2 separate regions of the Macaca mulatta genome follow, and region 1 is linked to region 2. The links are chromatin contacts, called in public Hi-C maps. All regions are on one chromosome and are shown on one strand. Each heading gives the region's core, a stretch centred on a gene start, on an enhancer-like site or on the middle of the called end of the contact. The rest is flanking DNA. Distances are from core to core; before and after follow the strand shown.

Evidence for each region. Hi-C and Micro-C count contacts between places; a contact is called where the count stands out from the background.
Region 1: a Hi-C map of fetal cortex germinal zone shows a contact between it and region 2, with 2.3 times the contacts expected there. The contact joins the promoter of NANOS1 here to the promoter of CACUL1 in region 2. A contact is called at or near these places in 2 of 14 Hi-C or Micro-C datasets (fetal cortex germinal zone and fetal cortical plate).

What each region holds. Positions count from the first base shown.
Region 1 is chr9:131,119,610-131,123,146 of T2T-MMU8v2.0, forward strand. NANOS1 (nanos C2HC-type zinc finger 1) reads left to right here and starts at 1,807. Exons shown (of 1, transcript XM_028826912.2): 1 at 1,807-3,537. The coding sequence starts at 2,105. The coding sequence ends at 2,971.
Region 2 is chr9:130,852,710-130,856,130 of T2T-MMU8v2.0, forward strand. CACUL1 (CDK2 associated cullin domain 1) reads right to left here and starts at 2,134. Exons shown (of 9, transcript NM_001266943.1): 1 at 1,609-2,134. The coding sequence starts at 1,975.

The DNA of each region.
Region 1 (3,537 bases), core at 557-3,056, 270 kb after region 2:
AAAAAAAAAAAAAAAAGCAAGAAAAGATCAAATAGAATGATCCCAAAGATCCCTCCCCATGCTGACATTCTGATTCCCTCACTCATTCATTCTAATATTAACCAATGCCAGCACTAGGTTCTGGGCATCTCCTGCTGAGCCATTCTAAACCTGCTGGGCACAGCCAAGACCTGTGAGTGTGTCTTCAGGCCTAGTGAGGGCTCATTGTTTCCACAGCCACTGCATGGTCCAGAGTGGGGAAGGAAAGCCCCACCTGCCCCATGAAGCCCACGCTGCCAGGGCCCACCTGCCAGGGGAGGCATTTTCCTGATCCCAGTTCTAGGTTTCGTCCTAGAAGAGCCCTCAGTATCTAAAGCTTTTCCTACTTTCAATTTTTTAAAAAGTTGGAAAGGGTAAGACCACCTGCCATCTTCCTAATCAAAACTCATCTTCTGGCTCTTATTCTCCGTGGCTTTTCCACAACATGTTTTATTCATTTCAAAGTATTTAATTATAACGTCGAGGCAGGTGTGGTGGCTCATGTCTGTAACCCCAGCACTTTGGGAGGCCAAGGCAGGAAGATCGCTTGAGGCCAGGTGTTCAAGACCAGTCTAGGCAACATAGTGAGACCCTGTCTCAAGAAAATAAAAAATTAAAAGAAAAAAAAGCAAGAAGATAAAAGAGAGAGAAATAAAGAAAGAGGCCGGATGCGGTGGCTCACGCCTGTAATCCCAGCACTTTGGGAGGCCAAGGTGGGCGGATCACGAGGTCAGGAGTTCAAGACAAGCCTGGCCAACTAGTGAAACCCCGTCTCTACTAAAATAAAAAAATTAGCCGGGCGTGGTGGCGGGCATCTGTATTCCCAGCTACTCGGGAGGCTGAGGCAAAAGAATTGCTTGAACCCGGGATGAGGAAAGAAAAAAAAAAGAAAAGGAAGGAGGGAAAGAGGGAAGGAAGGAAGGAAAGAAGGAAGAAAGGGAGGGAGGGAGGAAGGGAGGAAGGAAGACAAAATATAACATTGAACACACGTTGTTTTTCAAACTGCACATATAACCCACATTTTGACTCAGGCCTCTGGGTCGAGGAGGTACACACACACACACATCCCAGTCACTGTCCTAGGCTCTCCAGCCATGAGGTTTTCCGGCCCAGTCCCAACCCCGACCTAAGTCACCGGGTATCGGCCACCCATCGGCTGAGGTCCCTGAGCACCTGTTGGGAGGAAGGCTGCTGCGAGGAGCGGGAAAGTCCTGCGTCCCTCCGCTCTTACCGCGGCAGGAACCACAGCCTCCCCGAACCTCACGGTGTGTGCGGATTTCGCTCAGGGGAAAGCGCTCCAACGCGCGGTGCAAACGGAAGCCACTGGCTGGTTGGGCGGCTGTGATGGGAGAGCTGCATCCTCCCATCGCGTCCAGCTTTTCATGCTGATGTTGGTGAGAAGAGGGTGGATAGCGGGGATTCTCAGGATGCGGACCTGGGGCCATTAAAGGCCGGGAGGTGGAGGCGTAAACCTGTGGCCACCCTGACCCCTGTCCTCGGTGGGCCTCACCACCAGGCCGAGGAGACCCAGGCCTGGTCACCTGCTCCAAGGCCAGGCCCGGCGCGCGAACGAAGGAGGACCTCAGCAGCAGTCCCTCCCCGGCCCTTCTCTCCCCTACTTTCTCCTCACCTACCAGCTGCGTGAAGAGCACGCCCCCTCCCCAGTCCCCACCAATCAGCGTCCGGAGCGGCGCCCGGGGCCCGGGGGGCTCTGGTCTGCAGCCAATGAGCGCCACGGCCCGAGGCGGCGCCTCGCCCGCCCCCTCCCGGAATGAAGGCCTCCCGACAGCTGGCGAAGCTGGCGCGGCGCGCGGGGCGCGGGACCCGCGCGGGCCGGAGTGGAGCGCGCGCACAGCCCGCCCGCCTCCGCTCCGCCTCCGTCCGGGGCGCGGGCGAGGTGGTCGGGGCGGGGGAGCGCAGGGGGCAGGGCCGCGGCGGCGAGGCCGGGGGGGCGGGGAGGAGCGGGCCCGATAAAAGGCGGCGCGGCGGCCCCACCCCGCGGCAGGCCGGCGGGCAGGCTCGGCGTGTCCCTTCCGTCCGGCCCGCGCCGGCGGCGGGGAGGCGGCGCGCGGCCCGCAGCCCGCCCATGGAGGCTTTCCCCTGGGCGCCCCGCTCGCCCCGCCGCGGCCGCGCCCCCCCGCCCATGGCGCTCGTGCCCAGCGCCCGCTACGTGAGCGCCCCGGGCCCGGCGCACCCGCAGCCCTTCAGCTCCTGGAACGACTACCTGGGGCTCGCCACGCTCATCACCAAAGCGGTGGACGGCGAGCCGCGCTTCGGTTGCGCCCGCGGTGGGAACGGCGGCAGCGGCTCCCCGCCCTCCTCCTCGTCCTGCTGCTCCCCCCACGCGGGGACTGGGCCTGGGGCGCTGGGGCCGGCGCTGGGGCCGCCCGACTACTACGAGGACGACGACGACGACGACAGCGACGAGCCGGGGTCCCGGGGCCGCTACCTGGGGGGCGCGCTGGAGCTGCGAGCGCTGGAGCTGTGCGCGGGCCCCGCCGAGGCCGGGCTGCTGGAGGAGCGCTTCGCCGAGCTGAGCCCGTTCGCAGGTCGTGCCGCCGCCGTGCTGCTGGGCTGCGCGCCTGCCGCGGCCGCCACTACTAGCGAGGCGACGCCGCGCGAGGAGCGGGCCCCGGCATGGGCGGCCGAGCCCCGGCTGCACGCGGCCTCCGGGGCGGCGGCCGCCCGGCTGCTGAAGCCGGAGCTGCAGGTGTGCGTATTCTGCCGCAACAACAAGGAGGCGATGGCGCTCTACACCACCCATATCCTCAAGGGCCCCGACGGGCGAGTGCTGTGCCCAGTGCTGCGCCGCTACACGTGTCCCCTGTGCGGCGCCAGCGGCGACAACGCGCACACCATCAAGTACTGCCCGCTCTCCAAAGTGCCGCCGCCGCCCGCCCGCCCGCCGCCCCGCAGCGCCAGGGACGGCCCGCCTGGCAAGAAGCTGCGCTGAGGGCCCGGGCTCCCGGCCACCCAGGGTCGCCGCCGCCGCCCCTCGCACCACTAGGTCTGCGCACCATCTTGCCCCCGCCGTGGGGAGGCGTGCGGCTCAGCGGTCGGCTCGACTTTGGGACGTCGTCCTGGTGGTTTTTCAAAAGCAGCCGACCGTGTGGAGTACTTCCGTGCCGAGCAATATGGGACTAGACGGTGAAATCACCATGTCTTCAGTTTCTAGTTTGCACATCCAGAACGGCGAAGGCTGGGTGTGTATTCCACTAACTGAAATACGGCAACTTAGAGGCGCTGTTTATTTACTGTATACGTGGACCTATTTTAGATGCGCATCAGTATGAAATTGTCTCAATCTAGGATGTTTCATTTTATGAATGGAGGCACTTTACTAGGTCTAGAATATTTTTTTAAAAGCCTCTGAACTGAGCTTAAAACTGGCGATTTTATGAAATGTCGGCAAAATGACTATTTTATTGTTTGAAGCGAGTAATATTCTTAGTTGTCCTTAAAAAATCAGTTACTCTAATTCCAGGTGAAGCAAGCCGCTGGTAGCATCACCCTTATGAG
Region 2 (3,421 bases), core at 884-3,383:
TTTCTTCTGATACCAATTTTCACATTTAATAGTTTTCTAAGAATTCTGTCATTTAGGCTTTCAAATTTACCAGCCTAAGTTCACAACGTTCTTTTTTTATCTGATATTTGTAGTTATTTTCCATTTTTCATTTATTGGCATCTTTTTTTCTTGTCGATTTTATCAGAGGTCTGCCTAGCTTACTAAACTTTTCACAAAAATAATCTTTTGGTGTGACAAATCCTTTTGTTCTCAATTTTACTGATTTCTGTTCCTAACTTTATGCTTTTTTTTTTTTTTTTTTTTTTTGAACTCTTCAAATGAACTTTACTAAAGCAAGCTTCCTTCATGACTCAGGTGAAGTCATTCTGCCACTCTACAGAAGGTCTGGTTCCACAACACAGCCTTCAACACACAAACTATACAATACAAACATGATTATCATGAATAAGGAGACAAAGCGTATATAAATTTTACCAAACCTACATATCAATGTCTTTGACTAAGGCAGTATCTTGAGGCAAATAAAATTACACGCTGTTCCCACACAGTGTGTAAGATTCCGACTATCTGCATCAAGGCAAATATTTTCTCTGCACAGCTAACTGGACAAGTACAGCTTGATAAAATTAGTAGCTAGAAATGAACTCTCCAGTTGCTTACCAGATGCCATTCAAAACTTGCAGTTAATAATAGGAGAGAAAAACCTGGCTGTGATGGTCACATCTCATTTTCAACATCCTATCACCACCACCACCACCACACACACACACCCCCCCCAAAGTAAAAGCACATTCTTTTCCTAGCTATGGAAGCATACATACATCCTGGTCAGAGGCAGTTTCGGATTACAAAACAGATTTTGGTCTTAAATCTTTCTGCTTGCAATTGAGCGTTAAGACAGATCACTAACATAAAGTTCAACATGCAACCTAATCTTGGGTTTGGACACAAGACATAACCCATCCTGAAAGGCTTATTCTTATGAGTGTAAGCTCTGAAGAGTGATTTTATGCATTATTAGCTTCAAAACAATGTCGGAGCTGCCACCGCGTAGGAAAGTAACTCACACATTACCCTAGCAGGATGCAAAGGTGTAACACAGAAGAGGAGGAACGAGGTGTAGATATAGGTCAACTTTCAAAGTCCTGACTTGTTTAACACGGCCTAGCCAAAAGCACAAGAACACAAGTTGCCAGGTTTCTTTTTTCTCTCTGGCTGCAAAAGACTGAAGGCCTTTCCCTAACGAGACTCAGGCAGCCTTCTTTTCCCCTCACTTTGAGGGTGAAACTTCAAGAGAAGACGGGTGCGAAAAGCGGTTCCCAATGTTGAGAGACTGCCAGTTGTGATAGGGATCGCGTTGGTAGAACTTGGGGCTCCGTGTGTACCAGGCTGCCTCTCTAGACCAGGTAATACAAGAAGCCAGGGCCGCTCAGGCGCTGGCCGCAGACACCAAATGAGGGGGAGGGGACGGTGAGGGGGAGGGAGGCACGGAGGCGAAGGGGGACGGGAGAAGAGGAAAGACCGAGGCCTGAAACAAAGGAAGCGGGGCTTTCTCCAAGAGGGGGTGGATACGGCGTCCGAGTGAGGTGGAGAAAAGCCAAGGCTGCTGGGAAAGGCTGGACTCACAGAACTTGGAGGTGGAGGTGTTGATGTTGATGGTGGAGCTGGCAGTGGGGGCGGGGGCCGCCTTGGCCACGGCGGCGGCCGCGTCGCAGCTCTTCAACATCATGATCACCCCATTAGCCTCAGGCGGTGGCGGCGGCCCCATCAGGAGCCCCTCCTTGGGGCCTTTCCTGTCCACGGAGACCGCGGGCACCGCCAGCAGCTGCCCCCCTGGAGGCTCTCGGGCAGGGGCCGGGATCGAAGAGGGGGGCGGTGGGGGTGGCAGGGGCTGCCGGAAGCCGTCCACCGCAGCCTCCCAGTTGTTGTGGTTCTGGTCGTCCATCATCGCCTCGTAGCTGCCCCCCTCCTCCTCTTCCATGCTTTCCTCCATCCTGCTGGCCCCCGGCACCCGCCCGCTTCACAGGCACCTGCCGCCCGTCTCAACCCCGGGCCAGCGGGCACCGCTGCCTCCCCGAGCTCACATCGCCGGGGGCAGGAATGGGCGCAGCGGAGAGGGCTGCGGTGCGCAGGGTCTCTTGCTCTCCACGGGGCCGACTAGCTTGGAGACGCGGCTGACGGCGGTGGGCGCTCCGGGGCTCTAGTCTGGGAGAGGCAGCCGTAAAGCAGCGGCGCTCCTCACGACATTTTACAGCGGCTTCCAACAGGCAGTTGGAAAGGGCAGCTGGGGGCGCGGCCAGGAGGGCACGTGGTGCGAGGGACTGGCCGCAAGAAAGCGGAGCCAAAAGGGGCGGGAGCTGTGAGTCACTCCCACGCAACAGGGCAGAGGTTCGCCCCGCCTCGGCTGGCAGGGAACTGACAAGGGAGGCGCGACAGGTCCTGACGGGCGTTCGCCGGCCCCGCCCCCGGCCAGGCGTCACGTGACAAAGGTGTTTGTCTTGCGCACGCGCGGTCGCAATCTGGTTACCATGACGACGAGGAGCCGGCCGGCTCCTGAGGGCGCGCGGAGCGGTCTTGGCAGTAGCTGTGGACTGGCCAGACTTACCGGAGGTGTTTTTCTCGCGTCCTCGAAATCTACCGGGCCTTCGCACCTCTGAGTGTCTGAGTGCCCCGGCTTTTGCTTGGGACGGAGATACGGGGCCACAAGAGACCCCGGGGTCGCAGGTTATAAGCGGATGAGACCGCCCTGGGCGGCCTGTGGTCCGACTGCTCCTTGGGTCGGTCCCCAGCTGTCGCGACACAAACACAAAACCCAGACTAAAAACCGAATCACACATAGCAGGATGGCCCAAAAAAGAAATGCGTTGGAGTTACTCATGCTTGTTTTTAAAATTCCTTTACGCTTGTATGCACTGAGACCAACAATCCAACTTTTAAAAATGCCGGCTTCCGCCGGGCGCGGTGGCTCACGCCTGTAATCCCAGTACTTTGGAATGCCGAGGTGGGTGGATCACGAGGTCAGGAGATCGAGACTATCCTGGCTAACACGGTGAAACCCCGTTTCTACTAAAAATACAAAAATTAGCCTGGCATGGTGGCATGTGCCTGTAGTCCCAGCTACCCGGGAGGCTAAGGCAGGAGAATTGCTGGAACTCGGGAGGTAGAGGTTGCAGTGAGCAGAGATCGTGCCACTGCACTCCAGCCTGGGCGACAGAGCGAGACTCCACTCAAAAAAAAAAAAAAAAAAAAAAAAAACGGGCTGGGCGCAGTGGGTCAGGCCTGTGATTCTACCACTTTAGGAGACCGAGACGGGAGGCCCGCTTGGGCCCAGGAATTCGAGACCAGCCAGACCAACATAACAAGACCCAGTATCTAAAAAAAAATTAGCAGGGCATGGTGGCGTGTGCCTGTGGTCCCAGCTACTCCAGAGGCTGAGGTA